2 separate regions of the Mus musculus genome follow, and region 2 is linked to region 1. A link is a contact called in public Micro-C data. All regions are on one chromosome and are shown on one strand. Each heading gives the region's core, a stretch centred on a gene start, on an enhancer-like site or on the middle of the called end of the contact. The rest is flanking DNA. Distances are from core to core; before and after follow the strand shown.

Region 1 (2,700 bases), core at 199-2,698:
CATCTCCACATCTGAATTCTGCAGACTCCACTTCTAAAGTCCCATTCCTCCAAGAAGATCCCACCCAACAATTCTCTCTTGTTTTTCAAGAGAGAGACTTGGAAGTAAAACCACAAAAACAGCCCTGAGGTCACCTGGGAGCTTGTTAGGCAGTGCATCTGTGCCCCACTCCAGCACCCTCCCCTCCTCTGCACACCTACAGGATAATGAGAGCTCTGGGGACCTTGCTCATTCTTCTTCCTACATGTGATCTCCCAGGTAAAATGCCATCCTATTTTACCTTTACACCTGGTGCTACGATGACATACTCAAAACAAAAACCTAACAATACAGTTACAACAAATGATATTTGCAACAGGTCTTCTCATCTTAAGAATAAATTTGAAAATCTCTCATACCTTTAGAAATACAGCAATATGGAGAATTATTGGCATTAATTATAGAGTGTGAATCACAATAAATATGCATTCCTATTCTAAATTGAATAAAAGTAGAAAATAACCTCAATTTGACAACTCCTCATATTAGTAAATTTTAAATATAGCCACTTCATTCCCCGATTCAAATGGCTGAATTGTGAACCATAACTTTTTTGTGATGAATAAAATGGAGAGGGAAAGGTGGGTTGCCAGTATCACCACTTTACTAATTATGGTCACTTTGTTTACTTAAGTACATGTCTTTGGCAACTTAGTATGCCATATAATGTCTACATATGCTACTTACAAACCGTGACTCCGTATCTTGATTTTTCTCTTTCCTTAGTTCATAACTAAGTTGCTCCCTAGATCAGTCCTAGGTATAGGTTCGGGTTCCTCCCTTATGTCAGTGCAAGAATAAATCCAGCGTCTTCACCACCACGTCAGGCCCCAGTTAAGTGTCAACACTGCTGTCCTCCCTAGTCAGCTCCCCAGCCCCGTGCCAGGATCTTCCATGTCATTCTCTGGTCAGGGCTGGGGTTCTCGCTAGTCAACCCGGGTGCAGGTCTTTGGTACTACCTACTCACCCAGGCTCCTTCTCAGGGGTCTTCTCTAGTCAGACTCAGGTCTGCGTCCCCGGTCCTCCGTAGTCTGCATCAGGTCCTTGCCTGAGAGCCTCCCTACTGTGCGCAGGTCATTTTCCGGAGTCCTCGCCAGTCACACTCGGGCCCTCTCCCGGGGTCGTCCTAGTCTGAGGTCCTACCTAGTGAACCCGGGTTCCAGGCTGAGATCCTCCCTGGCGAGCCCCGCTTCTCGGTCTGGGATCCTTCCCAGTCAGCCGGGGGATCCCGCTCTGCCCTCCCGCAGCACCTCCCGCTCCACAAGCGCTCGAAACCGATGGCGGCCGCGGACGTGAGACCCGCGACGGTGTCCGCCGCCCAGCCGCGGTCGCCGGCCGCCGAGTCCTACTCACCTCCCACCCAACTCACCGCGCGGCGCTCACCTCACCACAGACCCATAGTTTCCCGCGCTCGGACCAGATTCAAACACACCCGCGTATACCCCGGACGCTCCCGCCCTCCACCCCGTCACCAGTCGCCGCTCTCACGAGATCTGACGCCGTCCCGGCCACGCCCATATCCCCCACAGCTCTGCAGCCAGGCTCCGCCCCCAAGGCCCAAGCACCGCCTCCTGGGCGTGACTCAGAGCCTCTGGCGGGAGTCTCTTTAGCGCGCTCACGGGATGCGCAGGCGCAGAGCTGCTGGCTGTGTTTCCCGCCCTCCGCCCACACACACCCACCTTCCTTGGGAGCGCTGCTGTTGCTTCTGTGTTCCTTGCCAGCTGCTCGGTGAGACGTCACGCTGATATCAGACGGAGGAGGGAGAGCAAGTCCGAGACTGCTCAAGTGGTAACCAAGAAGATTCTTGAAGAAATCCTGCCTCGGTTCGGGATCCCTAAGGTAATCGGCTCAGACAATGGGCCCGCATTTGTTGCCCAGGTAAGTCAGGAATTGGCCACACAATTGGGGACTAATTGGAAGTTTCTAAGTGTGCTTATAGGCCCCAGAGCTCAGGACAGGTAGAAAGAATGAGTAGGACTTTAAAAGAGACCCTTACTAAATTAGTCATGGAGACCGGCGGAAAGGACTGGGTGACTCTCCTTCCCTTTGCGCTCCTCAGGGTCCGAAACACTCCTGGACATTTCGGTCTTACCCCTTATGAGATTCTCTTTGGGGGACCGCCTCCCTTAACTGAGTCAGGTGGGATATTGGATCTTGGCACTGACTCATCCTCACCCTCTGCTCTTTTTGCTCACCTAAAGGCCCTAGAGGTTGTTAAAACACAGATCTGCAACCAGATCAGAGAAGCCTACACTCCGGGAACCATAGCAGTGCCTCACGGGTTCCAGGTTGGAGACTCAGTCTTGGTCAGACGACATCGCACTGGCACGCTTGAGCCCCGGTGGAAAGGACCGTATCTGGTGCTGTTGACCACCCCCACGGCAGTAAAAGTAGACGGGATCGCTGCTTGGATCCATGCCTCCCACGTCAAAAAGGCACCCAGCCAAGATGAAGACAACTGGATGGTGGCAGCCACTGACAATCCTCTTAAGCTTCGCTTGGGTCACAGGAGTCACCCTGGGCCTAAAGAACCACAACCCACACCAGCCTCTGACTCTAACTTGGCAAGTTCTCGGTCCTGATTCGGATCAGGTCTTGTTTACCACCTCCAAAACAGCGCCGCCAGGGACATGGTGGCCAGACCTAGCCTTCTGCCTCAAA
Region 2 (2,700 bases), core at 150-2,649, 1.9 Mb before region 1:
TCGCTCATATGGTCGGTCCCTGGTATCTTGATTTCATGTCTTTGGAGAGAAGCTAGGGGCCGGTTCAGGAGCATTTGACAAAGTGCTTTGCGCAGCTAGCTGTGAATTCCACTTGCCTAGAAGCTTACGCTAAAACCATGACCAGAGCTGACCCACATGCAGCCAGGCTTTCCTTTGCCCGGACAACCTTGTGAGACCTCTAGGAGCGAGAAGCGCGCCAAGAACGCAGACTCTAAGGCGCACTCGTGGCCACCCTAGAAGACAAGTCACTAATCTGCACCAGCAGCCAGCCAGAGATACGACAAATAAAATGGAAGCTCCTGCTCGGTGGGAACACAGGCCTCGCGCTGAGACCGGAGGCCCCGGCAAGCTAGGTGAGCAAAGAAAGCAGGGCGAAGGGGATGTACCCCAAGTCAGCTTCATTCAAACCCCGAGGACACCAGACCCCGCCTCCCAACACCTCGGTCCGCTCAATCGCCGCGCGCTCCGGGTGTGAGCTCGCCCCGCGGGGAGCGGCTTTCAGCTGAGGGGGCGGTGGCAGAGGCGGTTCGGGCAGCCCCACTCGGCCGATAGGCCCAGGCAAACAACACCCATTTCTCCCTCCCCCCCGCGCGGGGTTCAACTCCCACTCGGCCCCGGCCACGCCCTGCTGCCACCGCCCCCTCGGGCAGCTCTAGGCTCCGCAGCCAGGCCGCGTTCGGGGGCGGGAGGAAGGCGGTGCCTCAATCGGAATAGCCGTCAAAAACTACGAGGCCCGAAAGCCTTTGCGGGAGAGGCCCGCCCGCCTCCTCCCACGACTCACTGTGCGTCAGCGGCCTCATCCAATGAGAGCCGAGCCAGGGAAAAAGGGCGCCCGGGTCCGGATGCGCCTTAGGAAAAGCCATGCTCACGCCGAGGGGGCAGCTGGCAGTCCACTCAGACCACGGGATCGCAGGGAGCTCACGCTTCCCCGCGCTCGCCCCGCTCCTCTCCCTTAAGCCTAGCTCCATGTCTTCCTTCCGCGGCCCCTCGCAGGATGCTGCGGCGCGCTTTTGAGTGGAGGGCGCCGGGAACTGAGTAGGGGGCGGGATATCCTGAGACAACAAGTTTGGCTGTATGGAGGGCCTGCCGGCAGCAAACCGCAGCTAGCTCACCGAGAGGGCACGCTCCGCGGGCCGGGAAGGCAGAAGCCGAACAGCAGCGAGCACCAGCCGGGCAAAGGGGAGGAGAAAGGGCGGCCCCAGCGCCCCGGCCCCGGCAGGTCGGCGGCCAATCCGCTGGGGGAAGGGGTGGAGAGTCGGCGGCGCCGGCGGAGGCAGGCCGAGGGGGGTGGGGAGTCGCCGCGCTCGCGCCGCCCTGGCTCCGCCCCCCGGCCCGCGCCGCCGCCCTCGCCGCGCGCCGCCGCTGTCAATCAAGGGCGAGTCAGCCGGGCTCGGGCGGAGAGAGGAGCTGCTACGCCACAGCCCAGCGGCGGCCATTCGCGGAAAAAGAGGCAGAGCCTGTGCCAGCTACAGCCTCCTCCGAGCCACCGCGGGCGGGCGGGACCGGCCTCTCCTCCCGCCTCGCCCCCACCCCCACCCACCTCTATCCCAGTGTCTCTGAGAGGGTTTGTCCTGTTAATGCGGGATGAGCGGTACGTATTCTCCACCCCCCTCGGTCTCCTTCACCGCCTCCCTTCGTCCCTCCCTCCCCAGACCCTGCTCGCTTCCCCCTCCCCCGGGGCCGCCGAGATGCTGGAAGGGGAGGAGGAGAGGGCGGGAGGGAACCAGGGGGAGGGAAGGAGGGCTGTGTTTTGTCTTAATGTCTGAGCTAGAACAACCTCCTTCTGGGTGTTGCTCTGGAGCCTATGGGTCGGGTTTCAAACCACGTTTCGTGAGAGCCCCCTCCTCCCTACCCTCCTTCTCCCCCACCCCCTGCCGGTGTGCACGGATCGCGGGTTTACGGAGATTAATGTTCAAGAGGAGGGAGGGGGAAGAAGGGAGGAGAACGAATAATAATAATCCTAATAACCTGTTGTCGTGTGTGTTGGTGGTGGTGGGGGGTTGTTGCAGATCAGAAGAAGGAGGAGGAGGAGGAGGCGGCAGCGGCGATGGCTACAGAAGGAGGGAAAACCTCTGAGCCAGAGAATAACAATAAAAAACCCAAAACCTCAGGCTCCCAGGTAAAAGCAAACGTTAAAAGAAAATTCAACACAAAGCTTTAGGGAAGAGAGGGAGTTATGCTCTTTAAGTACCCAGAAGTAAAGAACAGAATAAAAATGTTTATCCATTCAAAGCATCTTTCTGAGTGAGGAACTTAAATCGTAAATTCTTGAAGATTTCCCATCGTTGAGGCTATAACGATGTTTATATTACACCAGGAATTCAGACTGTTAGAAGAAGGTGTCTATTTTCCCAAGGGCATTTTGAGTTTAGAAGAATAACACTTTAAGAAAGTTTACCAGAAAATTCCTTTTTATTTAAACTTTATGTAATAGGACTTGCCTTTTTATTCATATAGCTTCTATCACCTGCTTTTGTTCATATTTCCTTTTTAATTCTGCTGCCTATTGAGTGTGTTCTGATACTTAGAGCTCTCAAAATAAATAACCCCCTCCCGACTGCTGTCTTCCACTAAATCCGCCCACTTTTTTCCCCTCCCTCTCCTTTCCCCTCCCATTTTGGGTAGGACTCTCAGCCCTCTCCTCTGGCTTTACTGGCAGCTACTTGCAGCAAAATAGGG

What was found. A called contact is a pair of places that touch in the nucleus more often than the background predicts.
Region 2: a Micro-C map of embryonic stem cells shows a contact between it and region 1, with 12 times the contacts expected there. The contact joins the promoter of Sp4 here to the promoter of Ncapg2 in region 1. A contact is called at or near these places in 1 of 39 promoter capture datasets (pre-B cells), 4 of 484 Hi-C or Micro-C datasets (LSK cells, cardiomyocytes, embryonic stem cells and 1 more) and 2 of 115 datasets of contacts at active chromatin or transcription factors (embryonic stem cells and thymic regulatory T cells).

What each region holds. Positions count from the first base shown.
Region 1 is chr12:116,404,184-116,406,883 of GRCm38.p6, reverse strand. Ncapg2 (non-SMC condensin II complex, subunit G2) reads right to left here and starts at 1,448. Exons shown (of 29, transcript NM_133762.4): 1 at 1,423-1,448; 2 at 1,007-1,182. D430020J02Rik (RIKEN cDNA D430020J02 gene) reads left to right here and starts at 1,723. Exons shown (of 2, transcript NR_028421.1): 1 at 1,723-1,917; 2 at 2,241-2,700.
Region 2 is chr12:118,300,139-118,302,838 of GRCm38.p6, reverse strand. Sp4 (trans-acting transcription factor 4) reads left to right here and starts at 1,399. Exons shown (of 6, transcript NM_009239.4): 1 at 1,399-1,612; 2 at 2,031-2,140; 3 at 2,647-2,700. The coding sequence starts at 1,606.